Regions from separate parts of the Thunnus thynnus genome. Here region 2 is linked to region 1. A link is a contact called in public Hi-C data. All regions are on one chromosome and are shown on one strand. The core of a region is the stretch at or near the end of the contact, and the rest is flanking DNA. Distances in the headings are between cores, read along the strand shown. Region 1 holds the start of klf5b (Kruppel like factor 5b). Region 2 holds the start of gpr18 (G protein-coupled receptor 18).

Region 1 (7,618 bases), core at 3,220-5,719:
CTGTTATGTATGATAAGCGCACTGTAAAGAAATAAAGCGCACCTGCATTATTCACATTTTTCATGCCGCTGGTTTTGTGTGTGTGTTTCAACCGTTGTGCTCGCCTCAGCTGTGCTTTGGCATCTGTGCGTGGCCATCTCACTGCTGAATAGCTGCCTGATTATTCCAAATCTAAGGGAATATTCAAACAAGGCCAATAATGCATTCTTCCATATGATTCTCCAGAGCTAGGACAGCTGTTCAGCAGCTTTCAATGCCATGTTCAGAAAGGGACAGATTTCTCTGCTCAATTAATAGGCCCCATTAAAATACGGGAGAAGTTAGACAAACGAAGCAGAGATTCAGTTCCTTGAATGAAGGCTACAAAATAACTATCTCATATACGTAGCTGATAAATAACTACACTAAATACTTCCTGAGTGATTGGGAAATTAATATTTAACTTCATAATCAATAGCCACACAATGTCTCAGTGGTTGTGTAGGCAAACTGAGCTGATGTATTGAAATGTGCTTCTGAAAGCACACAAAGCCTGCACTATATGAGGAGTGTCATTTACATTTCTAGACAATAACTGTCAGTAACTTTGTCACGAATGCAGTTGTCCAAATCAAACAGATTACAAGCGGGTCAATTTCACAAACCTGTCCAACAAAATGATAAAACTTTAATGACAAGAATTTGTCAGCTGTATCAGACAGGAGGAATTACTGGAGGTCAGTGTCTCTTTGTTCGATTCAATTTGGCCACACAGTGATTTGAGAATGTCGAGTGGTGCTGCTATGCCGGTGCCTTGTAAAGTTTCAACTGGCAGATGAATTCTTTCAGTCTGGCTTTCCCCCCCGTCTCCCTCTCTCTCTCTAGAACAACGAGGAGGTTGTCTGTCCAAGGGCACACCTGTAAGGTGCAGACCCTCGACAGGCTTACCTCAGTGGCCTCTCCTGCTGTACTCAAAAGGCAATTATTCCTCCCAGAAGATAGAGCACTGTCAACTTCAAACAGAGGACATTCTTTAGGCAGATTAGACTAAAATTATGTTTTATTATTTGGGCCCTGAAGAATGAATTGGACTCTATTTGGTCGTCTTTGTGGTGAAATCCAAGACAGTTTAAATGGCAGAGGTATGTTTGGAGTCAGGGTAATACTCTGGTGTCTTTATGAAAGGGCAACAGAGAGGATCAGATTAGAAGCTGAACAGCGAGAGTCTTTCAGAGCGGCTGTGCTATCATCTCTTGTCTTCTTGTCCGTGCCTGTAGAGAGGTTAAATTAAATGGCTGTAATAAATGTTTTGGTCTTGCTGATGTGGTATGGCTGGCTATCAAACGAAAACACTGTGGAGAAACGGCATGGTGGAAGATCAGAGAGAGGAACAAATGGAGGGTGGGAGAACTATGTCAGCACATTACCAACATTAGAAACGGACTTGTTTTCACTTAAACCTCAATTATAATGGTGGCTCCAGAAACAATTATATTGATGAATGCTTTCTAAGTTACTGTAATTAAATTATTCCATTTAATTAACGAATTATATTGAATTTCTCCCCAGAGGACGGCATTAGCCTCATCTGCTGTTTTACAAACAGGAGTACTCTAATGTTGTGTGCTATGGAAATGATTACTAATGCCTAATGAAATGGTGTCAGATCAGATAAATGCTGAACAGAGTCAACAAGCCAAGCTTGTAACACAGCCAAACTTGAGACGAAATAATAAAGCCAAAGAAGAAATTATTGATTGTATGTTTTCAAGGGCAGGCTTTGTAAAGCTGACATCAAATACATTATAATTCAGAGTGCCTACTCTAGGTTATAAAGAGAATATATAAAGTAAAAAAAAAAATGTATTAAGCAGGCTTTTCAAAAAAATTATACTTGTATCAAAAAATACATCAAGATTATTTTAATAAAAAATAATTTGTGATTTAAAATTAATTTGTGTGTTAACAAAATCACATTCAGACATTCTTTTATCGAAAACTCATAATATGATTTTAAAAAGAGTGTATTAATTGCATAAAATAGCATCCAGTTGCTGTTTCCACTCACCGGCTATAGAAGGTAATTATACATAATATAAGACTGGAATGCATTGACTGACTTTGATGGTTCAGCAGTACAAAGCTACAGTTCTTAAATGCACAAATGAAGTTCAACTGCAGCTGACCATTGCCCTCTGGTGGGAGTGCCAAGCACCTGCTTGAAGAAATACTAAATATAGAGCAAACTGTAATTAAGATTTGTTTGTATTTCTTGTGTTACAGTTACAGATATCCAAAGCATTTAAAATTATTCACACACAAACAAAGATGAGATAGCTGAACACGAATGCACACTATTAGTCATATCAATTTCATACACAAAACACCAAATAATTTAATCTGCTAATTGAAAGTTACTTTACCCTAAAAATCACACAGTGCTTACAGTAGCAATGTGCTGCATGTGTTTATTGTCCTATCCCCTCTCGGCTTGGCCATATTAGTCCATGTGAGAGGAGAGAGGAGTTGTGATGCTGTAAGCACATACCGTGCATTCTCTCTCCTCCGCTGTGCAGTTGTTGGGCATATTGTGAGGTTTTAATACGGGGGATATGGAGGAGGGCTCGGCTCACATTCGCTGTACAGGAAGAGCCACAGCCAAGAATGACAGTTGCTCCTCTTGGAGCTGAGACATCCATGGATTTAAATTGCAGTTTGAAAGGTCAGCACATGACAGGCAATCAGTCAGCTCCTAATTGGATGATCAGCAGCCATTTAAATATATTCCAGATTTTTTTTTTTTTTTTTTTTTTTACTGCATCCATAAAATTGGATGTATGAAGGTTTTCTTGGTGAACACTTATTCTGATAGTAATTTGAGGAATCCAAATTTTCTGGCATCATTAATAATAATATAATCACAAAATCTAAATTAAAAAGTAGAATAAAAAAATCTAGTAACAATAATAATTATATTTTCTAAATTATAAAGCAAAAAAAGTTACAGATTGGTTTCCAGTTAAACAAGGATAAAACACTGAGGTTAAAATATGACATGATAATTTAAACAAATACAACATCTAGTAATTTAGGATCAAATTTAGTTTTGAGGAAGGATTTATAAAGATTTTCCACGAGACCCTCAGTCAGGGGAGTTTCACAGCTGAGAGACCCGGACAAAAAAAAGGCCCTAGTCACACTCATAAACCCTGACAACGAGTGCAGAGTGGATGTGATATTTTTGTGTAAGAACGGTCACATTTTATACACTGTATCCCCAGTTTTCTTTATAGTTTTTAAGTTTCACATATGACTCTATCTAAGCTCAGAGATACTCATGCTTAAATCGTGTCCAGTCAAGCCTAAAGTAGGTGCGGTTACAATATTTGAATAATAGGGCAATAATTACCACATCCATGCCATGCTTCCAGTTCCAGCCTGTTGCACTGGCACTATACTGTTGACATGGGGTAATACTTCATACACCTGTGTGGGAAAGAAACAAAACCCTGACAAGTCAATTCTGTTTTGTTAAGCTGAGCTATAATGCTGCTGTCAGTGTGATCTCAAGAGGGCTGGAGATTGGATTACCCATTCTTTTTCATTGCTGAGCCAAATATCTAGAGTATACCCAAGGATCTAAAGAACAAATAAAGGCAGATAAAAACATCATATGTCAAAGTTCCTACAAGGTCACAACAAAAATGTGAGCAGGGAGTGAAAACAAATCCAGGTTTGGTTAAAGATGAATTTACTGTAGGACAAACCAAAGACAACTGCAGAGAAGTTGAGTACAGATCATCATTGCTGAATGACAGTATGACACACAATGTGTTTAAATGAAATGCTGAGCTATTTTGATGGAAACATCCACTGCCAGTATATGTGTGCAGGCTTCACTGCTGGCTCAGGAATGTTGGCATCAAGTATGCAGTCCTGACAGACAGCTGCACTGCAGTGGCGTTTTTAACATGCCAGACCAGGACCAGAGCGTGCTAGAGGCTCTAAAAAAAATCAGAAACTGCATCATTAATGAAAGAGAAATTGTACTAACTTGATTCAATGTGGTGCAAAGTGAGAAACAGAGAAATAATCAGTTCAATACATTTTTCCAAATAGGTCCTTTGGTCAAAATTTGCCTTAACTCCAATATGTATTTATTTTTCTTTTAGGTTTAGACATGACCAGTTTAAACAGATCACAAGTCATGTGAAAGTTTAAGAAGGCACACAGCATGTTCAACATGACCCTGCAATAGTGCACTGATTACACCAGTGACTCACTTTTTTTTCTGAGTCTGTGAATAAACTATAAACTGCTCTTTTACGGACACAAACACCTTCATCTTCCTCAATTGCTCTTTTATCCCCTCTACCTTCAGCCATTTCTCCTCATCACACAACCACAGTATTCATTACACTAGGTGTATCCCGATCGCCTGCTTGTCCTGTTTATTTTGTACATGTTCAGCCCCGCCCTGCAGACGCGCTGATATCACGCAGTTGCGTAATTTGACAAGCCAGCGCAAAATTGAGAGAATGAACGTTTGACAGCTGCCGCTTTGCTCGTACAGATTGTTTCGAAACAAAACAATACCTATGCTTCATTTATTTTTTTTAAGAGATTAGGACCGTAGCTCCGCTTTTATGGCCGCTGCCGTGAGGAATAATGTTTGGGTTGCCCCGGGGCAGGACGCGCAGTTTCTCCATAAAACCGCACCACTGACAGCCGACGGTCTGAGAGGTGTAGATCATGGACAAGTGCTCTGTAACACGAGGGATGCCATCCCGGAAACTTCCTCTTTTCATGACAACAATCTGGTAGGAGATTACATTTTTTTTCCTTTCGCGTCTGTCAGAGCATCACAGTGTTTACTGATGCCCTTATGGTGTAGGAAGATGTTGCTGATCAAAGCAAAACAGGCTGTTTTCATTAAAGATGTAGGCCTAATATCGAAGGAAGGCTTATGATGTTCATTTGTTATAATATTCACGGCTACTGAGCCAACTCGTGACTGAAATTGTGAGCTTTGAATGTCTGTGTTGATGCTGACATTCACTGACCGAGCTGAATCGCACGCCGGGCATGGCTGCGATGTGAAACGTTGCACCCGTCCCCGAAACTTGCGCGGAGGATGCATAGCGCTGCAGAGCAACTGGATGTTCTAATTTCAGCCGTGTATTTCCAAACAGCTTAGGCTGGAGCTTTTTCAGAAGGGCGTCTGCTGCTTGTAAAGGGGGGGGAGGGAGGTGGTGGTGGTGGTGGAGGGAGTTGGTTAGTGGTGTCTTTGATGTGGCAGTGTGTGTGTGTGCGTGTGTGTGTACACAAGCGCAGGCCCCAAATGCATCCCCAAATTGATTCACACCAGTTAGTTTTGTTATTTTGTCAGTCGTACGACGCTTCAGCATCAGTGGAGGCTGGTATGTAGGTTTGTTCACGCTTTTGCATTTGTCAGCTGGTCTTTTTTTAGGGGGCTGGAATTAATATTCTTTACAAAGAGAGTCAGTGAGGCATTAAAGTCAGTGCTGATTTTACTGCTTTTGCAGTATCAAGTTTTAAAGGAGGCTCTGTGAGCTAAAATCAATTAGTGGACACCTGTGTTTTTCTAATACCACTGCATTTGGATGATCCGACAAAACTTTATATACCAACATGAAGTTTGATAATTTCCTTCTCTTTTGCATTTCAGGGTAAACCAGAGATGGACAACTACTTGTCTCAGCATCCGCAGGAGACGTTAAATTCCAAAATGTTGTGCAGGGACAGCGCTCTGATGCTAGAGCCGCCTTTCACCGAAGACTTTGCCTCTCCTTACAGCGTCAACATGAGTCTGCTCCTTCCTGACGTCACATACCTGCACCCTGGCCTCTGTAGGACTATGAGACAGATCAAAACAGAGCCCTCCCACACTCTGATGCACCCCACCTGTCAGGGCAACGCAGTGCCGCCGACGCTAACAGAGTACCCAGGGGTTTATAGTACAGCAGATACAGCTAGCGGCAACTTTTTCGTCAAACAGGAAGTGCCAGATTTCCAGGATGTTCCCCTGTTTCAGCTTTTGAACTCTGATTTGGAGCAGATCGTTCACGGGTCACAGCTGAACTCCATCCCCATGGCACCGCTAAATCTTCCTATTGGGAATGTCCATGTAGGCCCAGTGCAGAATAACGCTAAACCTGCAAGCGGTCTACAGAACGAGTGTTTTCCATTCAATCGACACTTAGGCCATCAGCAAAGACCGACCTACTTGCCACCTTCTCCGCCAAGCTCTGAGCCCCCAAGTCCAGAAAGGGGGAAGGAGCTCCTTCACAATCTCTCGCCGCCTCCCTCCTACGAAGCCAGCATTGCATCTAAGTTAACTTTTCAGACCCATAATCCCATTGATCCAGGACAGACCTCTAGTGTCGCTCCGATCCAAAGCCCGGACCGGAATTCCAGTGTGGGATTAGTCCAGAGCCCAGGTCCTGGACCAGCCCAGCTTTCAAGCCTGACACCAGTTCAGACGTCGCCAGGTGTTGGCCCACTGTCCCCAGTGTTGGCCCAGTCGGCTCCGCTGAAGTACAACCGAAGGAATAATCCTGATCTGGAGAGAAGACGGATTCACCACTGTGATGTCCCAGGTGAGTCTTTTCACCAGTTTGCACAACAATAAAGTTGTCTGCAACACCATAAAGCTGTTTCTGTTTCAACACTTCCTGTATCATTCACATTATTATCATTGATCTTAATGTCTTTTCTTTTAGGGTGCAAGAAAGTGTACACCAAGTCTTCTCATCTAAAAGCCCACCTACGCACCCACACAGGTAAAATGTTTTGAGTTGCACTTTCTTATTTTGGGGTGAAAGTGTGATGTTGCCAGGCAGAAGAATGTACTTGGCATGCAGATGCAGTCTGTCTGCTGACAGACCTGGCCCACATCTCACTGCTGTCAAACCACATAAACCCTGCAGCTCTCATAAAGGGGGGTAGGGAGAAAGACAGGACACACTGTGATTTATGGCTCACAGTTGAGACTTGTCTCAGCTTTTTCATCATCAAAACTCATTCATTAGTCCGTTTTTAGAAAATATTCTGTACTTTTAAATAATGTGTTTGTGTCACTTTGCTTTTTTTTTCTTTGCTTTTTTTCTTGCTGAAGGAGAGAAACCGTATCAGTGCTCCTGGGAGGGATGTGAGTGGCGATTCGCTCGTTCTGATGAGCTGACTCGCCATTTCAGGAAACACACCGGGGCAAAGCCTTTCCAGTGCGGAGTGTGTAACCGCTGCTTCTCCCGCTCAGATCACCTGGCACTTCACATGAAGAGACACCAGAGCTAGAAACACACCCTCCTGCAAGTCAAGTCAATCTTTTTTTTTATTTTTGTGAATAAAAATGAAATGGTACTTACATATCAGCAAACAAACATATGAAAAACTGTGGATTATTCCACTTTCTCCCCAGTGGAGATATTCTTAGCAGTGCTGGCCCACAAGTACTTGTTTCTTTTATTGTAAAAAGATTAAATATTGCTGTTGCCTTATTTTATTTCCACTGTATGCCCCAATACTGGGGGACATTTGCAAAAGTGTCAGTCAAAAAAAATCATTAGCCAAATGTAATCATGAAATAATAATCTTTTTAAATCTGTATTTTTATTAG
Region 2 (7,586 bases), core at 1,730-4,229, 140 kb before region 1:
AGAATAAAGGCATGCATCAAAATGAATTTAACAAAAGCCTTAACACATTTTGTTTTCCCTTTTGCAGTTACTGGTTCCTAAATTATCAAGATGGATCATACCATTGTGCCTACCATTCATAGCCCTCCATCCACCAGCAATGACTCTACCTGCGATACCTTATATGCCCACCGGGACTATGCCAAGGTCCTCATGCCTATTTTCTACTGCATTGTATTCTTTGTGGGGCTGTTCGGAAACTGCCTCGCCCTCCATGTCATCCGTCCCAATCTGAAGAAGATCAACTCCACCACCTTGTACTCACTCAACCTGGTCATTTCCGACATCCTCTTCACCCTCTCTCTTCCTGTGAGGATTGCCTACTACGCCTTGGGCTTCCACTGGCCTCTGGGTGAGGTGATATGTAAGATGTCAGGCCTCATCTTCTATATCAACACCTACGCAGGAGTCAATTTCATGACCTGCCTCAGTGTAGACCGTTTCATTGCTGTGGTCCTGCCACTGCGCTATGCCCGATTCCGGAAGGTTAGTAATGTGCGCTACATTTGTGTTGGCGTGTGGGTGCTAGTCCTAGCACAGACACTCCCCCTGCTCGGCATGCCCATGACCAATAAGGAACCAGATGGCTTCATCACCTGTATGGAATACCCCAACTTTGAGAAAATCGACCATATTGCCACTACTCTGATTGGCGCTGTCTTCATTGGTTATGTCATCCCTGTGATCACCATCCTGGTGTGTTACTCAGTCTTGTGCTCCAAACTCCATTCCACAGCCAAGAACAACCATTTGACCGAAAAGTCCGGTCGGAACCGCAAGGCCATCGGTGTAATCTGCTGTGTGTCCCTGGTGTTTGTCGTCTGTTACAGCCCCTATCACATTGACATCCTGCAGTACATGATCCGCAAGCTGTCGTCGAGCCCTGATTGTGCTGACCTCACAGCCTTTCAGGTGTCGCTGCACATCACTGTGTGTCTGATGAACCTCAACTCTAGCTTGGATCCTTTTATCTATTTCTTTGCCTGTAAGGGCTACAAGAGGAAACTCATGAGGCTGCTGAAGCTGCAAGTCAGCATGTCCTTCTCCAGTGTAGGGAGGACTTCACCTGAAGGCTCTTCCAGGGATATTATTGATGGCAACAATATCCAACTCACCAACTCAACTCTAGGTACAACCAGTGAGAGACACTCAGAGAGGAGATCACACCGATAAGAGTAAAACTGAGGCACGAAAAGTTACACAAGATAAGAGATACTTTTATGTCTCAGTGCGCTTACATCGATCAAGCTAAGTCAATTTGTGTCTCAAATGGTTTTGAACATTGAAATGGACTCACTTACACCATCATGGACTCCAAGCAGCTACTCAGCATCTGGATCCATTCTGTAGGAATTCAGGTGTATTGGACCAGATCTGTTTACACAAGGGAAGGTTTATGAAATATCATCAACAGAATGACTGAGAAGAGGGACAATCCAGCACCTCTTGTGTTTATATATTTTCTAATTAATAATTAGTGAATTGGTCAAGAAAGCAGAGACTGTTGCAGCCAAGGAAAGAAAGCATGCTTGCCAGTAACCTGAGTGCTGGTGAGGTAGAGCCCAAAGCAGAGCAGTGGTGGAAGAAGACTGTCACTTGATAAAGAGCTGGAAAAGACATTATTAGACATCAACAAGTTGACATGAAGTCCTACCCACATTCAAATTACACTGCTGATTAGAAAAATAGTGAAAAAATAGTGAAAACTTAGTACATGTATGTGAAGAGTTATATTCCTAAAAGCAGTATACTCACTTGAAGGCAACAACCATTTGCAACCTCACATCTGAGCCCATCCTCACAGTGTTACTTTTATAACTGAGTTGTTAATCTACTCAGTAGATATGAGTTTCATTCCAAAATATCCTCAGCCTTTCTGCCTCAAGTTTCAGTACTCAGCTGCAATATCTCAGGATAATTGATAAACTGCACTCATTATTGCAGCCTGCCTGCCAGCTGAAGTGGTTGGAGGGGCACCCCATATTTGTCTGCTTAGCATTTATTTCCTCACGATAAAAGTGGGTGTGGTTGATGATGTCATTTGTCAAAGCTTGTATTTTGAGCTGTTTTTTGAGTTCTACCAAAATATTAAATAGCATTGTCAATTTTGGTTTCAACGTAGTTAAGAAAGCAGTAATAACATATTTGCATGCTAAAATCAGGTGTCAATTCATTTTTTCAAAATGCTGGATCTGTTGACATATGGAATAGTTTCTGTTTGTACAAAGTAGCAGTTTCAATGTGTTTCATGTGGGATTTGTCTTTATGTTGGGTTTAGTTTCACTTACTGTGATACCACATGTATGATCAGCATACAGCAATTACCACACATACAACAGGTCACGTGGATAACAATCTTGGTTGAATGTCACTGTTGAATGCAAAACAGTGAGAGAACTCAACTCTGTTGATGTGTAGTATGATTATTTTCTTCTTTTCTACAAAAGAAGTCCTTTGACAGTGAAATGGTGTGGGGGTTGATTGGATAAGTGATAGGAGTCATATGATGTAGCAAAAGTATATCCTTGTGTTAGGCCCTGTGTTGTTCATCGTTTCAATGTGAGTCAGTTCTACTGTCACCAGTATAGGAGCCACCAGAAATTCCATTATTCCAAATTAAATATGTAACATGCAAAAATACTAACAAAGTGATATTGACATTTAACATTTTTATATTAAATTATTTATTTCTACAATACATGCAGGGTAACTACTGTGCGGTTAAGGTGTGGTTAAGGTTAAGGACCATATTATGGTTATGGTAAATGGTTTAGGTATGGGTACCGACTAAGACACTTGGTTGGGGGTTAGACAGAGCTGTTATATGTGGTTACGGTTTTAAAAAACCAAAACGGAATAGTTCACTATGAACATAAATCCTGGGCTGGTGTAGTACCCCAGCCTAATTATCCACAGTATTAGTACAATATCAACAGATTAACAAACAAAATGAATCGTATGGTAAAACAGGTGACCCATTTACATAGAGCATGTGTGTTGTCTTTAAACTAAAAGGAAGGTGTGTGCTGATTCTCTGGTAGTATTTCTTAAATAGCAGATGAATGAGAATGACGTCTCTTCTCCACATTGATGTCAAACACATCTTTATGCTGATGATATGGTTTTATTTGTTTTATTTGTTGCTGATCATGTTCATGCAATTCAAGATGCTCTTTTTCATATTCATACATCAATTGTCATAGAGTCATTTATTGACATGATACTACCATTATAATAAGGTTTGTTGGTCTATCTGAGAGATGAATGGACATTAATCATTTATTTAAAGCTGTTATCAGAAAAATTCTAACTTTGCTGCAATACTTGCATTGCACAACACTAGGGGAAGTAGAGCAAGCAAAACAGAAACAATTCTCATCTCAGCCGTTCCTCATGTATCATCCCGTCCCTACACCCAGCAGGCCTCGACAACAGATGGCACAGAAACAAGATACAAGTGAAGATAAAGGAAAGCAAGACAAAGTACAGGAAAAGTTCATCAGCGTACGTTTCATCATGTTGATTGCAAAGCTCACCAGCCAGCAAAGCAACTGCTAAGGCTCGAGCAAAACCACAGAGCAGAACATTTTCTCACAGTGAACAAAACACAATACGGTACTTCTTGATCTTAAGTTTCACTTTTACAATAAAACATATTTTTCCTAAAGCGCATTACCTTATCTGTTACATAATAGTCTATGACAATTGGGACAAAAAAAGTAACCAATTGTTGTGTTGTGATTGTTTTAAAGGAAGAAGTTAACACAATGTAGCTACACCTCTGAAACCTGGCAGATATAGTAGCATATAAACAGATAATTATGTAAATAATATAAATGTAATGTCCAGAAATTAATTAGAGTTAAATTAATTGAATAACGTTATCTGCATTTCTTTTGAGTTTCTCTTTTGAATTAAAGCATCTAAGTTCAGTTACCAACTGTAGGAAGATATGGAGAAAGAGAAAAAGGACATAAAAAAAGAGGTACAGGTGGGGGGAAAGGAGACATAACACAGAACAATACATGAGATGATTACAAAGATACAATTCCATGCCATCATGTTCATAAAATGAAAAAAACTTAGTTTGGAAAAGCTTAAAATATGAATCCATTAATATAATAATATCATCTTACATAATAAGAAATGAAGTATCCTAAGAAGTATCCTAAGACAAAAAACCATCATGGGGCACAGACTGCTGTCTCTGCAAGTTTTGTAGTGATTATTTTCAGCCTCTAGAGGACAGTGTAGTCCAAGGTAAAGAGGTGATTGTAAAGGAAGTTAGATGGGCTGTACACCAAATATGAATATTGACAGACGCAACAAAAGATAATCAATTAATCTTTTATTTAAATATTGTTCTCTGTCAGTTAAATATAGTGCAAGAATGTCAGTGTGGAAATGATTTAATTGGCAGTTAAGGGAAGCTCAGTAAGACAGAACTTGATGCTGTCAGACCTGTAAGTATATATGCACATAGTATATATTTTATTTTACTGGTGAATAATAAAGTATTTATTATGGAGTGGAGGACTTACTGAAGCAACCACATGACAAGTAGAGAAAACATCACACAGACTGTTGTCATAACAACATATTGCAATGAACACAAAGTACCATCTGGTATGAGAGTTTTAAGACACATCGAGAGGACGAGCCGATAGATAATTATTTCCCAGGAATAAGAATGAGACAGAATGAGCAGACTCCATATGAACGCTGTACTGAAAATATAGCAAAAAAAAAAAAAAAAAAAATCATCAGCATCAAAGCGAACCAACTTTCAAAACTGCATTATCAAAACAAACATGACAAATCAATATGACCTTTTGTGGAGGTCAAGTGGACAGTGGAGTGCAGTCACAAGGCAAAAGAGGAAATGCAGGATATGGGAAAGTGTGATTTTTAGTTTCCATTTCATAAGAATTCTATAGTGGCAATGGAAAACACCGTATAGGAGATAAGGGGAAGAAGTTTTGATTGGACAATGTTCTTTGGGGCAAATGTCCTCCTAATTCATAGTTGTTACCAATTCACACACACATTAATCACACACATTAATCTGTATTCAATCCGGGTCCAGACTGACCTTGAGTGTTTCACCTGAGGTATGCGCTCTGCATCCATTAAGTCGGCGTGGTGTAAAACCATCTCACAGCATCAGCGTGAAGTGTCTATTACCGCCGTCTTATTTCCTGTTTATATGGCAACTGCCTCAACATCCTGTTTTTAATTACTTCTCTCCAGCAGCAGATGCTTCTCACAGCAACCTGCTGTGGATTACTCCCCTGAGAACTAATGTGCTGTGACAGACCCCACTTTTCCAATCAATAACTCGCCCTAAATCTGCCATCTCTCTGCCTGCCAAACACACTCCCACTTCTAATGGCACATCATTTTCTTTAAGGGGGTGTAATTGCAGACAGTGGAAAGCTGTAGCCCTTTGTGTTCCGACTACGTAGATACTGTAAAGGAATCTAAAGTACAGAAACTACTACCACACACAGTCAACACAGGAAGTGATGGGGGCTTTAGTCTGTGTTCAGTCTCGCCACCATTTCCAGCGCATTACCCTTTAAGAAAGCATTCACTTCCCCATTTTGGCTGTTAGACCAGAGTGCTCAGATAAATCGCTGTGCCGCTTCATAAACCTGTTGGCACAAGCTTGTCAACATGTTTGTGTGATTTCTGTGGTAAGTGCAGTCTTTTATTGTCCAGGCAAGGCTACCTGATCTCTTTGACTTTTAAGATGGAGAAAACAAGTCATTTTGGCAGAGTAGTGTTTTATAGGCTATTTGCTTTATGTGTGCTTTGGGGTAGTTTTGGTTTCAGTCACCTAATTTGCATTATTCTGTAGCTTTACAGTAATTGGTATTACTGGTATTGATTACAATCGAAATTCTCAAAATACACAGTGCAGTGGGTACACTGGAAAAAAATTATTACTTAAAAGTATTCAACACAGACGTCACATGATTTCTTATCAAGACACACCATCAGGGGGCAAGAAATATCACTTCCACTTCCATTTTGTACCTTTACCACAGATTACACAGATTGTCATTCTTTCTACAATGTAATTCATATGCTGCATATATTTACTATTTGTCTGCTTGTTTGTGTAATATTTAATTATGGAATGACACATCTAGACAGACAAGGTCCCTTCATCTTATTGTGTCTTTCATAGCGCAGCTGCGCAGCTTTTAAAAATAAGTATTCAAATGATCAAGCAGCAGGTTCTCCAAACTGTAACACAGGCATGTACATATTTAGAAGCAGCCTTTGATTATTTCAACTCCCGATTTTCTGTACAAAATCATTTTTCATGTCACATTCACCGTTTTATGGAGTTTTATCATTGTGCTTCTGTTCTTTTCATTTTTAATTTTTTTCTGTAGATTTCAAACTCGTGGACTAATGAGAGATTATTTCTACATAATGTTCAAAAGTAAGGTGCTTTATTTCCTCCTCAGATCTTTTGGGACTTCAAACTTAAAATCTGACAAACTATTTTAGTCAAAGTTGCGATCAAAGAACACATCTGTTTCCGCTTTTCTGTAGTATTTTTGTAACTGATAGCAGGTTATAGAATTACTCAGTTTAGATTTTATTAATTTTATATGTATTGCCTTCCACATAGACATCAAAATTCATTTTTTCTTATTAGGACCTTGCTAGAAACACATGACCTTTCAACATAAGTGAATTAATTGGACTTCAACTCAAATCATGAAAACAAATGGCCCATAAATAGCAAAAAATTACGATAAAGGAATTGTTTAATGATAACAAACACCAGTGCTATGTTAGGCCACATACTGTTACTCACTAAACAATGTTTTTTTTCTGCTGAATTCTTTAAATTTCAGTATGAAGCTGGATCTAAACTCGTCCAACATGTCTGTGGTGTCTGCTGCTGTGAGGCCAGAGCAGGGCCCGGTGGAGTACCGCATGGCAAGCCTGATCTTCTACTGCTTCGTCTTCATCATAGGAGTCATAGTCAATCTCACTGCTTTATGGGTGTTTGCCCTCACCACCAAGAAGAGGAACTCAGTCACTGTCTACATGATAAACGTGGCGGTGGTCGACCTTACCTTCATCCTGCTGCTTCCTTTCAGGATGGTTTATCACCACCATGACTACTGGCCCTTTGGAGATCTTTTTTGCCGGATCAGTGCAGCTCTCACCATCTTCTACCCCTGCATGGCCCTGTGGCTGTTTGCTCTGATCAGTGCTGACCGCTACATGGCCATCGTCCAGCCAAAGCACGGCAAGGAGCTGAGGAATGTCCCCAAGGCCGTGGTGGCGAGTCTTGGGGTTTGGTTCATGACTCTGGGAAGCACTCTACCACTGCTCTTCCTTGACCACGACCCTGATCGCATCTCCAACTCCACCACCTGCGTCAAAATGCAAGACATCATCTACCTGCGCCATGACAACCTTGTCAACTTTGTGCGGCTCATCTTCTTCTTCCTGGTCCCCATATGTATAATGATTGGCTGCTATATTGTCATTATAGATAATCTGATCCACGGCCGCAC

Evidence for each region. Hi-C and Micro-C count contacts between places; a contact is called where the count stands out from the background.
Region 2: a contact with region 1 is called in a Hi-C map of muscle, with 7 times the contacts expected there. The contact joins the promoter of gpr18 here to the promoter of klf5b in region 1. A contact is called at or near these places in 2 of 3 Hi-C or Micro-C datasets (heart and muscle).

The regions. Positions count from the first base shown.
Region 1 is chr11:24,358,721-24,366,338 of fThuThy2.1, reverse strand. klf5b (Kruppel like factor 5b) reads left to right here and starts at 4,469. Exons shown (of 4, transcript XM_067604043.1): 1 at 4,469-4,799; 2 at 5,669-6,599; 3 at 6,723-6,782; 4 at 7,118-7,618. The coding sequence starts at 4,626. The coding sequence ends at 7,296.
Region 2 is chr11:24,500,870-24,508,455 of fThuThy2.1, reverse strand. gpr18 (G protein-coupled receptor 18) reads left to right here and starts at 2,979. Exons shown (of 2, transcript XM_067604049.1): 1 at 2,979-5,735; 2 at 6,915-7,586. The coding sequence starts at 6,916. It overlaps gpr183a (G protein-coupled receptor 183a), which reads left to right. Exons shown (of 2, transcript XM_067604048.1): 2 at 68-2,862. The coding sequence starts at 91. The coding sequence ends at 1,212.